2 separate regions of the Mus musculus genome follow, and region 1 is linked to region 2. A link is a contact called in public HiChIP or PLAC-seq data. All regions are on one chromosome and are shown on one strand. The core of a region is the stretch at or near the end of the contact, and the rest is flanking DNA. Distances in the headings are between cores, read along the strand shown.

What was found. HiChIP or PLAC-seq counts read pairs in DNA pulled down with a chosen protein or histone mark.
Region 1: an H3K27ac HiChIP or PLAC-seq map of stem cell-derived anterior neural progenitor cells shows a contact between it and region 2, with 9 times the contacts expected there. The contact joins two enhancer-like sites. A contact is called at or near these places in 5 of 39 promoter capture datasets (cranial neural crest, embryonic stem cells, hippocampal neurons and 2 more), 2 of 484 Hi-C or Micro-C datasets (the N1E-115 cell line and cerebral cortex), 9 of 115 datasets of contacts at active chromatin or transcription factors (embryonic basal ganglia, embryonic midbrain, embryonic stem cells and 1 more) and 1 of 9 other capture datasets (embryonic stem cells).

Annotation. Positions count from the first base shown.
Region 1 is chr12:117,255,843-117,258,943 of GRCm38.p6, forward strand. All of the region lies in intron 21 of Ptprn2 (protein tyrosine phosphatase, receptor type, N polypeptide 2), which reads left to right. All of the region lies in intron 2 of Gm5441 (predicted gene 5441), which reads right to left. Among named protein-coding and RNA genes, the nearest start is that of Mir153, 6.6 kb to the left of the region's middle. Within about 2 kb of position 1,734, at least 71 of the 459 cell types and tissues checked have an H3K27ac peak or open chromatin away from gene starts, as enhancers often do. A contact at or near this core is called in stem cell-derived anterior neural progenitor cells, where this site is marked.
Region 2 is chr12:117,046,320-117,049,511 of GRCm38.p6, forward strand. All of the region lies in intron 12 of Ptprn2 (protein tyrosine phosphatase, receptor type, N polypeptide 2), which reads left to right. Among named protein-coding and RNA genes, the nearest start is that of Gm10421, 100 kb to the right of the region's middle. Within about 2 kb of position 1,737, at least 51 of the 459 cell types and tissues checked have an H3K27ac peak or open chromatin away from gene starts, as enhancers often do. A contact at or near this core is called in stem cell-derived anterior neural progenitor cells, where this site is marked.

The DNA of each region.
Region 1 (3,101 bases), core at 484-2,983, 210 kb after region 2:
GGGCAGCCTTGAACCTTCAAACCCTGTTGTAGGTCAGCACATCCTTGCAGCTGTTTACTGGTTTTGCAAGGTGTGATTCAGACTTCTTGGCACAACAGGTTCTAATACCACCAGTATGCAGACTTGGTTTAGAGGGGTGGCACCTAAGAACAGGTTCTAATACACTAGTGTGTGTGTGTGTGTGTGTGTGTGTGTGTGTGTGTGTGTGTGTGTCCCAGCCTCACACAGGCTAAGTAAGCCCTGTGCTTCTGAGCCACACCCTGACCCCTCACAAGTCCTCTTAACACCCTCCTTAAGACTCAAAATGGGTTGCAGGCCTAGGATATGGGTCCTAGGACTAGACTAGAACCTGTCCCTCAAGAGGACTTCAGGCATTCCTGGGCTGGGTTTTGAACATTCCAACCCGATACTTGGCCCACAATAAGACTTTCTATATCTATAATGACTAAGCAGTTGTCTTGTGGAATTCAGACCATTGAGGGAAAGGAAGCCAGGGATAAAGTTAAAGGAGCAGGCTCCATCACTCCTGGGGACCTGCACCCTGAGAACCCCAGGCAGAGATGCTGGGAAGGCCCAGCTCCTGCCCGCCTGCCTTCACCTTGTCCCTCCTGACTGATTCATTCTATAGGTCTACGAAGCACAGATCTGAGTAACTCAGTTACAGTCTTGCTCATCTGTGAACCCTTGAGCCTGCTAAGCTGCCCTGGAGTCACTTGAGCCACTCCCCACCCCCCACCCCCCAGGCTCTGGCTTCCCCTGCTGCTCTCTGAGCCCCCCCCCCCCCCCCCCCCCCCCCCGCTAAGCTACTTGCAGGAATATGCAAAGACAAAAGCCAAGCACAAAGCAAAGGCCCTGTTGCTTGCTCACAGCTTTTAGGGATGTTGTTTGGCAGAGCGTCTTAACACAACCTTAGCATTTTTCTTACAAACTTCTTTCTCCTTATCTATGAATGCTGCTCTGGCTCCTTGGAAACATCTTTTCTCTTTGCGAACGTGCAGTCGCTGATGCCTGGTGCGGGGGGTAGCAATCAACAGGACTCACGTACTTTTTCTCTTATCGCCCATCCTGTATTTGCTCTCATGAACATAATATTTTCCTTTTGTTACACCAAAATCCCCTCAGAATGATACAGACAATTTTAGCTAGATGTTTTCTTTCATGGCTATGCTTGCAGGGTGCTATAAAAAGCTCTTTGGCAAACATTTCATACAGAAAGATGGCAAACAGCAGGGTGAGCTCTTAAGGTACCAGCCAGCGTTGGGCCTTAGTGGGGAACACTGGGTTGGCGTGATCTGGCATGGAGTTTTAGTGACTCCATTCACCTCCTAGAGAAAGAAGCAAGGGCAGTCAGTTGGTCAGGCCCAGGGGGTGGGCTAACTGTCATCCGTAGGCCCAGGCCTGCCATTTGCTAGGTCCATTCTACCATGTAATATCAGATTCCATTTAAAGTGCGGGCTCTGTGCTCACAATGCAAGATCATCCATGTGGAACTGGTCGGAGCCAGCAGGCTCCCTGTTCTCTAGGATCCATCACCAAAACTGACCTGCTCCCCTTCCCCAGGGGTCTGCAGTGTGAAATCCCCTGACCTGGGGCCCGGCTGGGGTCTCGAGAGAGATCAAAGGGCAGGCGGCTCCTCGCAGACTGAGGTGGGCCTTTCCCAGGCCGCCACCCCTAGAGGCCGCTGGGGTTTTGTCCTGGGCGGCTGGGGTGCCTTTGTCTGGCCTGAGAAGCTGGAGGCCCATGTTGCCAACCCAGCGTTCATCAAATGATCAGAGGCCCAAAGACCTGGACTGTAGCCTTTCTTCCCAGTTCCCTTTCTTAAAATAAATGAATTGCAGGACCAGCAAAAAAAAAAAAAAAAAAAAAAAAAAGCCTTTGCAAAGCTGGCCTGTGCAGCGGCGGCGCTGTCCTCAGAGTCCTCCGCCCTGTGCGCCCAGCTGCACCCAGCGGCTCTCATTCACGCAGCCTTTCAGGGATTAAGGTCCTCAGGCCTAGCACAAGGGCTAGAAGAATAGAGCTGGAATAATTTAAGTTCTTTCCGCGCTGTCTGGTTTGTTAGCAAGTAGACAATGATGCACTTGGAAATCAAAGTAAATGGACCCCCGCGCTGGAAGGGCCAAGCTGCACATAGGTAATAGGGTCTGGAGATCACAGATGTATGTTGTTGGGTGCAGCAAATGCATCTTCTACTGGGAAGAGATGCATGGGCCTCTCCCGCTGAAGTGTTTGGCTCTCACCGGGCCCCGCGTGCGTGTGTTTCCACCCGTGCTGCTGCTGCTGCCTAAGTTCCTTGTGCTTTCTGCGTTTCTGTTCAGCCTTAGCATCCCCTTACTCGGGGCTTCTTCCTATTTCCTTATGAAGTTGGAAAGGCCCAAGCTTCCATGGCTGAGTCACCACAGCACCCGGACCCATAGAGCTCTGGCATTAAGGATCACTCAGGCAGGGCCAACACAGGCACACAGTGCAGGACTGCAGGGCTTTGGCAACATTCCTAGAAGGAGTTTGGAAGAGGAAAGGGTCCCTTGGCCTCCACACAAGGCACAGACCTGCTTTGAATAGAGACCATCAGCCAGATCTCCCTGAGCCGTGGCCCTGCAGCTCTAGTACAGAGCAAGGCAGGTGCTTCTGGACAGGGTGGAAACTGTACCTTCCAGCGTGGTTCTCCGACCTCCATGTCCTGCACAAGCGTGCATCAGAATAGGCTTACACTAGCACACACTGCTGGGCTGTGAGGTCAGCCAGTGTGGATGGGATAACTGGCTATGCGGCACCAGGCTCCTCCTCAACAACCATCTCTCCACCCATTGTCACGACCTCCAGGGTGCCCTCTTTTATAAGATGTGCAATTTGTGACTGGCCTGAGTATCTCATGCCTGGGGAAGCCTACTCTCTTCACCCTTATACACCTGGCTGACTTCCCCTTAGCACAGTGTTTTTATGTTCCCCTTCAACAGACTAACCTAAATCAGTTACAGAGCAGGCCACGTTTGGCTCATCTATTGACAGGCACTGGTCAGTTTGTAACGTGCACAATCTGCTGGAATCCCTGTTTGGAACTGTTTTGAGTATGTATCTAGGAGTGGGATGGCTGAGTCAGGGGC
Region 2 (3,192 bases), core at 487-2,986:
TTTCTCAATCTTCCCAGCATGGATGAGGTATAGGCTTTCAGGACAGTGTCCTCATTGGTCAGACTCCATAAGTAACAACCAGGGATACCAGGGACTATGAGCACAGATAACACTACAGCTCATTTTCTCCCTGGGCAGCAAACATATGGAAGATGGGAAGTACTGCTAAGCATTTGAAGAAGCTCAAAGTTATAGAGTTTTTGTGACATAGCTGTATGAACATACACGGCTTCAACCCTTTCTCCTTGTAGAGAATGGCGAGGAGGTTCCAATACTGAATGCTGTGAAGTGTGGTGTTAAAAACTTCCAAAACAAAGACATAAAGAACAAGATCTATTCAAGACAACAAATGACCTCAAGCTGCACGACTTGTGTCTGGACCCTGCCGAGGGACAGCAAGGAATGAAGAATGGGCAGGCATACATATAGAAGAGCTGGGGTGGAGTGGGGTATGAACACCACTATGTAACTCAGAACCTCTACATACATGTAGAGTTAACTTATCTCCATCGGAAGTCTCTGCCCGTCAGCACTCTTAGGCTGTAAGATCCAGGAAGAGCAAGCTGCTGCTGTAAGTTTTTGTGTACACTGATCAGCAGTCTGGTCTCACATTCACACTTGGGCACGTGGCCTCTGCCCATGTCTTTCCACTTATGCCAAGAACAGAAGGAACAGCATGGAGGCCATTCATTTTCTATATTTAGTATGTTTCTCACCTGATATATCTTAAAAATCTTTATTAATTATTATTTATAATAATTTTTTAGTGAACCAGGAAGAACCCAAGAACCAACGTATGCTGTACGTAAGTTTGTTCTTGTTCTTTTTTCCCAGAAGGGCCATGTGGCAAAGCTGTGGGCTGGTGACCTGAAGGGGCTTTACATGTTTGATTGCTGGTAATAAAGACTTATTCTATTAAAAGCCGTGGTCCTGAAGCATGGCTACCTGGCATAAACCGTGTTCTAATCTTGGTCCCTCCTAGCATCTGTTTATTATATTTGTTTCAGACACGTTGCTCCTCAAGTTGCATTCACCTGTCTGTGTTCACATTTGTAGAGTTGAACTGTGCCAGTCCTACCTAATGGGCTCTGTTTCTCTTAATGCAGTAACTGTCCTGGCTGTAGCAGCCTTCCAGCCTGCTTGTGATCCCAAGCTGTGGGGTAGGAGTAGAAGTCAGCATAGTACCAGCACCCTCCAAAACACCCAAACTGTGAGTCCTCAGTAGTCCATACTAATGAGTGGTTTCAGAGGAAGGTACAGACCCACAGGGCAAGTCTGGCTCTTTCCTTACCCCATCCTCAGGTAGCCAGAGGGGCATCTGGAGCCCCTTTGTCCCCAAGACCTTCTGCCCCACCCTTGTTAGTAAATGAAAAGCAACTATCTTGTGAATAACAATATTAAAACCACCCTTAATTAGTTCCTGGGGTGGGAGGGCAGTGCACAGCTCGGCTCTAGAGTAGTGATTTATTCATGAGGGACAAGATACAACTCAAATTAGCATGATGATGTCAGCAAGCAAGGCTTCAGAGCCCTCTATACATCAAGGCAGCTCTCAGAGCTGCCTGAGATCAGGATTTCCTGGCCAGGGAGAAAAGCCAGCAAACACAGGGAATGGGTTTAAATCCAGAGAAGCTGTTTGCTTTTGTTTGGCTTCCTCTCCACCCACAAATACCTCAATTCACAGTATCCTTTGTGTCTGACCTTGGTTTAAGTGCTGGAGTGTGAAATCCTTGCAATCATCAACTTAAGCCCCTTCCCCCACTCCTCCGCCAGATCATGCTTTGTCCCAGCTACACAGTCCCCCCTAGTTACAGCCATCTTCATCAGAGGATCAGCAGGCAGCCACACTCAGACCTTGAGGAAACACAGAAAAGACTACCATAGTCCCTACTGCTGGCAGTCACCCACGAAGACAGGAGATTTGGGAGGGTGCTCCCCCCTTGGTGCTGGAGGAATAGCCCTTCTAGAGGGAGACACTGCCTTTGCATCAAGGGCTTGAGCTTGCTTGAATTTCATATGCTGAATCTAATCCTAACTCAGGCCCTGTAATGATGAGCAGACTGGAAACAGCTGCTGCAAAAGAGACAGCAGGAACAAGTTTGAAAAATCCGAGATTTGTTTTTAACACACACGCATAAACACACATGCACACACACACACACACACTCCTTTCCCACAGAGTTTGTTTTTATGGTCAATTTATTACATTTTAAAAATTTTATTTAAAATAATCACTTTGAGGGAAAGGATACTTCACTTAGAAAGTTTTGGATTAATAATTTGACATTGCAACTTTTTGGCCTAATCTTGGGAGCATTATTAATCTCAGCATGAATGTTGTCCTCTTTAAAATCATGGGTGCTAGCCGGGCATGGTGGTGCACCCCTTTAATCCCAGTACTTGGGAGGCAGAGGCAGGTGGATTTCTGAGTTTGAGGCCAGCCTGGTCTACAAAGTGAGTTCCAGGACAGCCAGGGCTACAGAGAAACCCTGTCTCAAAAAACCAAAAACAAAACACAAAAAACAAACAAACAAACAAAAAAGACTTAAAATCATGGGTGCTTAATACTTAGTACATCACAATTGTGTTCAGGAGAAATATACAGATTTTAACTCCCTGTCAGCAAGAGTGTGTAACTGAGCAAAGTTTAAATCACAACTATAGAACTATCTTATGGAATAACTTCTGAGTACAGATCGCTTTCCTTGGACTATTGTCTGTGACTTCGATAGCAAGTGCCATTATAAGCTGATTGGTTCTAAGTCTATTGGCTCCAAGAGACAGTTTTGAACATAATTTGGCCTAGACAGCTTCCCTCACCATAGACAGAACTTAGGTCTACAGTCAAGGAGGGGGCAGGAGATCTGCCAGGATTTCCACAAGAGAAACTTTTGTCTAGTTTTACACTAAAGTGCACTAAGGTTTTGAGGGGGAGAGATAAGAGCCAGAGCGTCAGAGGAATGTTGTTTCCTGAGAGGCTGTCTAGACAAGACACGTGGTTTGCTGGCTTGTACCCTTAAGACCCTCAAGACCCCTACCTGAAGGCAGTTTGGAGGTGGTAGACACCAACCCTGAAATTGATGTGCACCATGAAATCCTGGGAACCCTAGGGGATAGATACTCCAGGGGTTCTGCACCATCCCTACCTTACACCACCAGCAGCCAACTCCTCTCCCATTCAGCCTTCCATGG